2 separate regions of the Gadus morhua genome follow, and region 1 is linked to region 2. Evidence: chromatin contacts called from public Hi-C data. All regions are on one chromosome and are shown on one strand. The core of a region is the stretch at or near the end of the contact, and the rest is flanking DNA. Distances in the headings are between cores, read along the strand shown. Region 1 holds the start of b3glcta (beta 3-glucosyltransferase a). Region 2 holds the start of pak1 (p21 protein (Cdc42/Rac)-activated kinase 1).

What was found. Hi-C and Micro-C count contacts between places; a contact is called where the count stands out from the background.
Region 1: a contact with region 2 is called in a Hi-C map of gill, with 2.5 times the contacts expected there. The contact joins the promoter of b3glcta here to the promoter of pak1 in region 2. A contact is called at or near these places in 2 of 6 Hi-C or Micro-C datasets (gill and heart).

The regions. Positions count from the first base shown.
Region 1 is chr16:9,623,799-9,627,862 of gadMor3.0, forward strand. It overlaps b3glcta (beta 3-glucosyltransferase a), which reads right to left and starts at 1,964. Exons shown (of 15, transcript XM_030381923.1): 1 at 1,786-1,964. The coding sequence starts at 1,849. It overlaps wdr95 (WD40 repeat domain 95), which reads right to left. Exons shown (of 30, transcript XM_030380883.1): 29 at 3,544-3,638; 30 at 2,328-3,444. The coding sequence ends at 3,252.
Region 2 is chr16:9,489,559-9,493,079 of gadMor3.0, forward strand. It overlaps pak1 (p21 protein (Cdc42/Rac)-activated kinase 1), which reads right to left and starts at 1,424. Exons shown (of 16, transcript XM_030381130.1): 1 at 1,264-1,424. It overlaps frya (furry homolog a (Drosophila)), which reads right to left. Exons shown (of 62, transcript XM_030381124.1): 62 at 2,933-3,521.

The sequences.
Region 1 (4,064 bases), core at 714-3,213, 130 kb after region 2:
AAGGGGGTGGAGTGTCCCGTCGCGGAGCCTTGTGTCTCTCTTCATTCCTGGCGGGACAGAGTCGCGTGTTGTCGCCGCTTCTCTTTTATCTGCACAGCCAGCTGGGCCGGTGTCTGTTTTTCTAACCACTGGCTCTGATTAAGAGGCAGCCCAGGGATTTTCTCACTGCCGGATTTGGGGGTTTCGGCATCTCAAGACGGTAGGCTTACCCCAGTAACAACATTGTTAAAACACCTTGTTAAAAAATATTTTAACAGCAGTCCCTGTCGTCTGAGGACGCGTTGTATAGAAAACAGTTATGCACAACTATCTCATGCAAAAATAACTATTTGGTGGATTAGACCCTTTGTCTTTGTTCATTGGGGTGATCTGGGGTCAAACACTTGCACTTAGAACATTCTTTACACTATAAATATATAGATAGGTTCAAAACATCATACATCTGCTTCTCACGAACTTCAGTTAACTTCTCAATAACTAGAATGGGTACCAGAGCCGACCAGTCAAGTTACCCGTTCTGTCACTTCAGTACCAGATGGCGAGCCTGTGTGAAAGTCCATTTACAAAATAGCGTTTGGTCGAGGCAATCAAGTCAGCAGCACAATTCTTCCATCCCAACCTTTCATTTGCAGTTTCCCTTTACTGTACAACTGATTTTGCCCTCTTCAGGGCTTTCACGAATGGCTTTCATAATTACGTTATGTTTGGCCAGAGTGTTATTCTGATAGTTGTACGGTCAAGTAATCAATCATTCACTTTGAGCCCATTACCCAATTGATTGTCGTTTCAAAGAAATTGAAAGCACTTAACAGTTTGGCTTTAAGTGCATTTCTCTAACCTTTAACTAGTAGGGCTGGTTCTTGAAATAGAACAATCATTCGAGTGAGTCAGATATTTGAGCTTGATGTTGGTTCTGCCTTTGTGTCATGGTTTCCCCATCCTTCTCTTCAGTTCAACTTCATGGTACACCGAAAACATGATATAAAACATGACATGCCACACGTTGCCTAATAACGCTATAAAGATAATGGGAAATAATTTGTATATGTAAACAGCCTAAATCCAACAACATGACCTAAAAGCCTTATTTAGTGCCAGTGAAAGTCATTGGAGCGCAAACCATTGTAACTGTCACCCAATCATCACAATAAATACCAATTATTATAAACATCTAGAAGTGCCCACAGGCGTTTTAATAATAAAAGCAAACATTTTGAATGTTTGCTTCTACTATTTCTACCGACTCGTGTGTAAGTGTAACAAAAAAAATCAATATTGCAGCAACGGTAAAGGCTATATTAATTTACTATGAAATAAAATAATTCTCATAATTTAATTGGTAAAAATAAATACAAATCTCTAGAACAAGTAGGCCTACGTTATCGCTACTGACCTACACTTTACTAACGTTAAGTCTGTATTCGCTGAAGCCGATCACAAGCGGAACGCACACACACATCAATACAACATCCATGATCCCACTGAAACGTAATCATTGATCCTGATCGATGACACCCTTCGTTCTCTAGCAGCGCTCCCTAAAGAGCAACCCGGGAGGCGGCGAGAGAACCACGGCTCCTCCGTGACTTCTTCAACAGTCCCCAGAAGTGACGGTCCGTTCAAAAAACTAACTCGTAGCCTAAACTACATCCCTTTACAACAGACGCACTCCACTATAAGTTACATGCAACTTTAATCGCTACGGTTTGCTGAAGGTCGTCCGATTAAAGCGTGGCCGAGAAACACTGTTTACTCCGTGAGTGAAAACTAAAAGTGAATACTTACAAAACGAGAGGAAAATCAAGTATCTCGCCACTCTCGGCCCAGTGTTAAGGTTGTTCGGTAGCATCCCTAGAGTCCGACGCCGTGAGCGGTGAACAGAGGCTATATCACCTTCAGCGGTCAGAGCTTTTTGACACACTGTTTTAAAACGTTTCCCTCTTCACGCTACACGGAAAACAAGACGGGAGCTGGAGGAGGTAACCAAGTCCTCCGAGGCGCAGGCGCGCCCTCTAGCGGCGGAACGGATAATTTGTTCCTGTAGCCCAGTGTCCACGTTTGTAGTTATTTATTATCATCACCATCCGTGATCAATGTCTGTATTTTTCATACCATACTGCACGTTTTATACAATGCAAGCAATATTGACATTTTATTTTCTACCTACCAACCCACCAACCTACAAATATAAGCTGGTCTATACCAGGATCGTTTTGTTTTTAATATGGATGAGTGTCATCACATCCACACACCAACATATTTATAACCCGTATAATTTTTTTTAGATACTTTAATAATGATACTTACAGACTTTTAATTTCACCAAAGATGTTTTAGACAATTGTTTCCCTTCACCAAGAAATCTCTGACACATGATAACATAATGGTAAAACCATGAATAATTAATCGCAGTAAACTAGACATGGCGGTTTTTGAAGTCATCTTTGCATGCAGGAATAAATATGCATACTATGGAATTAAAGAATCAGAAAATGTAGGTGTCCACGTCCCATTTTACTCTACTAACCCTAAATTGTTATAAGCTATTTAAAGAGCCAATGAACCAACAAAAAACCAACTCAGTTATTCAGCAGGTGCAGAACCCACTAACTAGGCCAGCACCCGGGAATCTAGTTCATCAGTGCAATGATAATGAATTAAATGAACCCTCCATTTTAGGACTGTAATCAATAGAGCAACAAAAAAAACAATCAATACTGTATCAGACGAGTAACGACCCCATCACACTCAAAGCTCAGTCATTTTAATAGAAAACCTATTTCAGAACATAAAGTTATTGTGAGACCAATTATCCCCATGGATGATAGGTCTCAAATGTATTTGTATATTCATGAATTTATTTGTTTATGCATTGAATTATTCTCATCCTTCGACTGTGGACAAGCGTCTGTTTAAATAAACACTTACTCCCACTTCTCATCTACACCAGTCCCTAAAACCACAACCAACAAAACAACAGTTATATCAACCCTGAGGGGCTCTGGGAGATGAGGTAATCCTTTCTGTCCCCAACTCCCCTTATCAGCACAAATTGTGTTTTTATTCCATCTACAGCAAAACTTCATTGCATCCCAACTGTCAAACAAGACCCTGAACTAGCCTGCAGTCAGCCGTGTGTGCGTAGCAATAACCACGCTCTTCCCCCTTGACTACAAGGCCACATAACGGCCAATAAAACATCAGACTTTGTAGAAAGAACAAACAAGGAGTGGGAAGCACTATCCTTGTTGTTATGTGGTTTGGTTTGTTTCCAGGTCTTCAGTGGAGGAAGCTATGAAGGGCTGGGGACCACCTAAGGCCGGGTTTGGCTTCACACAGATCTCTGGTAGCTCCACGATGTCAAAGCACTTCAGACTGTGGTACACCGTCTGCCCAGCGCTGGACGGGGACTTGTTGCTGTGTTTGAATATTTCATGCCGAAGGCTGAGAAATGAAAAGATGCCACGCAAAACTTTAGCTCCATATTTCTTTTGTATAGTCTCTATACGGCTGAAGTAGTAATAACATTGTGGGTTGACTTACCGCACGCCGTGTTGCTCTTGATACAATAAACCCTTCATTTCTTTTTCAATGTCTTTGTCACTGAGGGATGAGGGCTGAGGCTGGGACTCGGGCTGCTAAAGAGGGCGAGAGACAGAGGCAGTAAAAGCAGATTTCAGCGAGCGATACTACACTTTTCATTCAGTCATTCAGCAGCTGCTTTTATCCACAGTGGAGCACAATTAAAGCTTGCAGAGTCGGAGCCACTGCCAGCTCTACGACCACTGTCACAGCAGACACTACCGCACACAAGACCGCCGTACTGGAGGAAGGATATGATCACACCGACGGCGACCCCGTTCACTGGCCTCCTGGCCATCCCTGGAGGGAGGGATCCCCCACTCGGAGTTCCTTCACAAGATTTCTTCCTTGCAGAGTAAGGGAGTTTTTTCTTGCCCTTGTGGGGGCTTGGGTCCGGGGTGTGTAAACATTCGGCCTGTTAAGCCCTTTGAGACTCTAATGGTGATTAAGGGCTGTAGAAAAAAAATGGAATTGAATTGAAT
Region 2 (3,521 bases), core at 174-2,673:
CAAAATCATTTTAACAGCTCGGGCAACGATCTGGGCCCATTTAAAAATAAACTGCCATCACACTGGGAACGCCTCCTTTAGAAAGAGGTTCAAACTCAAAAGAGTGCAGCCAAGAGTGAACCACAGGAACTGGAGGATGAGTATATGTTTCCTGTAGTGGACATCTATTTAATCTGCGTCATGTAATTACAGGTTTACTGCAGCCGGACGGTTTATAGTTCGTGTCCGGTCCCAGGGAGCAAAGGGCAGGCGCGGTGAGGTGATGAATGGACTGCCGACAGACTTGGGATGACACAGTGAAAAGGGGAGCGGGGTAGATAAGCCAAACACAAAGGGGTCAGAGGCAGAGAGGCATGAAGTGTGTTGGTACAAACCAATGTGGAATTCCATTGCTCTGAAATGTGAGGTCCCAGATTAAGGTTAGAGGCCTATGAGACCAACAGGCTATAATAATTAGTCCCATTTCTTAAAACAACACTGTTGAAACCTACATTTAAAAAAAAAGACCTTTCCAAGACAAAATTTAAAAAATCCCCAATACTAAATATCAATTTGGGGCTGAAATATTGAAAGATTAGAAACTGTCCTACAGGCGCTTGAACCCAACCTAGACCGGGCAGCAGACAGACTCAGGTGGACTCAAGCAAGACATAAAGTGGATGAATCACGCCACTGTTACGTTAGATACGCGAAGGCTTACGTCATGGTGTTACCCTGAGTTCCTTCGGTCTATCTTATCAACTGAAGCCCAAGTTATCAATTGACTCTACTATAATTCATTCATTCATTCGTCCAAGCTGATCTCCTATATGCCGTCGACCTGTCCTCTCTCCTGTGTGTCTATCCGCTGGGAACTCTATCCGCTCTGGTTCCCGTCACCACGTTGTAAACTCTGAGGTAACCCGGCCCCGGAGTCATCATACCCGAAGCGGGTCGTCCCCGCAGAAGGGTCCAAAACTAGGCTCTACCTACCGGGGCCTGGCTGACCTAATGCTGCTGCAAAACGAGCAGCCAGCCCGTTGACACGGAATAATCGGATCCCCCTCATGCTGTACGACCTCCTCGGCTCATTTCGCTGCCCTGCTCCGGTCTACCGGTGCGTTCACCGGAGCACCGGTGTCTTCAATGTACGCCGAGCAGCCCCACGATCAATATCCCACACATCATGGCTTTTAGCAGGAACACATGACATTAAAATGCACCGCTTCGCGGCTGAATTAAAAACGGCAAACGCGTTAAAAATAACACGGGGGGCTAACTCACCAGTTGTCTATTTCGATCAGGAAATTCCACCCTGGACAATTATTCCAGACTCACAGCCACGCACGACCGCACTCATTCAGGCAACTCTACTGTGGTCTACACCCCACCGTTTTTTTCTTTATGGCAAACTTGCCTATCCCAGTCTATTGTTAGGTCCATAGAGCTGCTGCACAGAACGCCCGCCCCGTGCACCCACACCAGCCCCGCATTGGTGGCTATTTAGCCCTTTCATGTTTTCATTGGACAACGCGGCTGTCCGTCAAAGAGGGGACAGGGTCTCAATAGGAACACTGGATTCCCACTGGAGCCGTGGGGTGCGCCTCAAAGACACGGGGGAAATCATCTACTACGCGGGTTCGATGACTCTCTTCTTTCACCGTCTAGCTCAGTTTCGAAACAAGACGGTAGTTCATTACCCGAGGCTAATTTGATTTAGATGCAATCATTGTCTTTATTTTTTTAAGGAGAATTAAAAAAGGGGTTGTGGTCTAGGCCTGCTGTTCACCTTGCCCATTATATGTTTGGCTCTAGGCTTGCGATAAAACATACACTATAATTTATGTCATATGGACATAAAACCCCACGGTTACTACTTCAATATGTAAAATTAGTAGATACAGCAATCTCAAATTGAATAACGTACCTGAGGATAGGTATAAAAATGATGATGGATAAGTAGAGTATATTTTCATCTCAGGATGAGTAATGGATGTAAAAAACAACAACATATAGGCCTGTATATTATTCACCATTTCAATAGCCAACTAGTTCTAACATTAATAACAAACCATTGGATCGATATTAGGCCCAGAATTGTTGATACACATTGTACTACAATTTATCCATAACTATAATTAATTGATGTGATGAAGAAATTGTAAAACAGTTCCCTCTAGTGGACACGCTGGTGAATGGAGAAGTACATTACAATCGGTTCAAACTCTGGGCCCCAATTCCTCGAGTTGATAATTCGTATACCCTGAGGTAATTTCATGAACCTTCTCAAAGTTCACATTTTGTCTTTGCGTCCATATAAATGTCGATCATATGTCGACATTTATATATGTCGTTTTAAATAGTATTTATTATTAATGTGATTACCTATGATAACCTATGTTTCAGTTTAATGACATTTTCCCCCATGGCTTCTGGTTCGATTAAGAGACTTCATATCTAAGTTATTTAGGGGAATCTTGATTTACTTTGTGTGTGTGGCCAAAATAAATGGCTGTGGGCTGTGTGTGACCTTGAGGACGGTAAAATGCTTAAAGCTTAGCCTTTAAACAATTGCAAAGTTGACATTTCACACACAAAGAGGGGTATGAAGTAGGCCTATCTGTTTACACTGAAACAGTAGTAACGGCTCACATTACTAGGAGACCGAAGCTAAAGTAAACCAGGACTCAGATTTCAGACCCTTTGTTTGCAGACACTTTTAGATACAACACTGAATTACTTTGAAACGTTAGCGAGATGGGAAAACCCGCCCCATGGTTTTATGTTGGGTCAGGAGAAGATCATTTAAGAAATATATGTGTTATAGTATATGTGCATAGTGTTCAGGCCTACATATATTTAATATGGTAAATGGTGATTATTCTAGAATTAAAGGTGGGTGCGTGAAAAATATATATTTTTCTTTCCTGGAAAGAAAGAGAATAGAAACCAGTTAACAAATCTAGTCTTTACTCTTTATTGTTACAGAGGTGTAGAGAACACAACACATCGCAGTAGAGGCAGAAGTACAGTATTTACATGATGAAAAGCCGGGGCGATAATCCATATCAAAGCTGTACAAACACGCTGTCCTTCACTAAGCAAATAAACTCATAAAAATACAATCTTCTTGTAAGCCTGAGCCAGCCCTCATCGCAATATGTACATTTAGTTTCAGTCAAAATAGTTTATATTTTATAGTTTAAACGTTTATAAATATTACTATTGCCATCTTATAGTACATACAATTCTTCACGCTTGGCATGTTATTTCCCAGATGGAACTACACTCTTCTATAAAACTAGCTCTGGAAGGGGAAAGCAGGTACATTAATGCAATTTATGTTTAAAAATCCTTTCATAATATGTGCTGGCAGCCACCAAGCAGGAAGGAGCCGTTATGTGTGATGATGTCATCAATATCATGATAACATTATTCTATGGTTGAAGTAGAAGGAATCAGTTGGTGAGACGTACAGTAGACGATGCAGCATGTCAACGCTGTGAGATACAGTATGTACATTGTTCTGTGATCAGCATTGG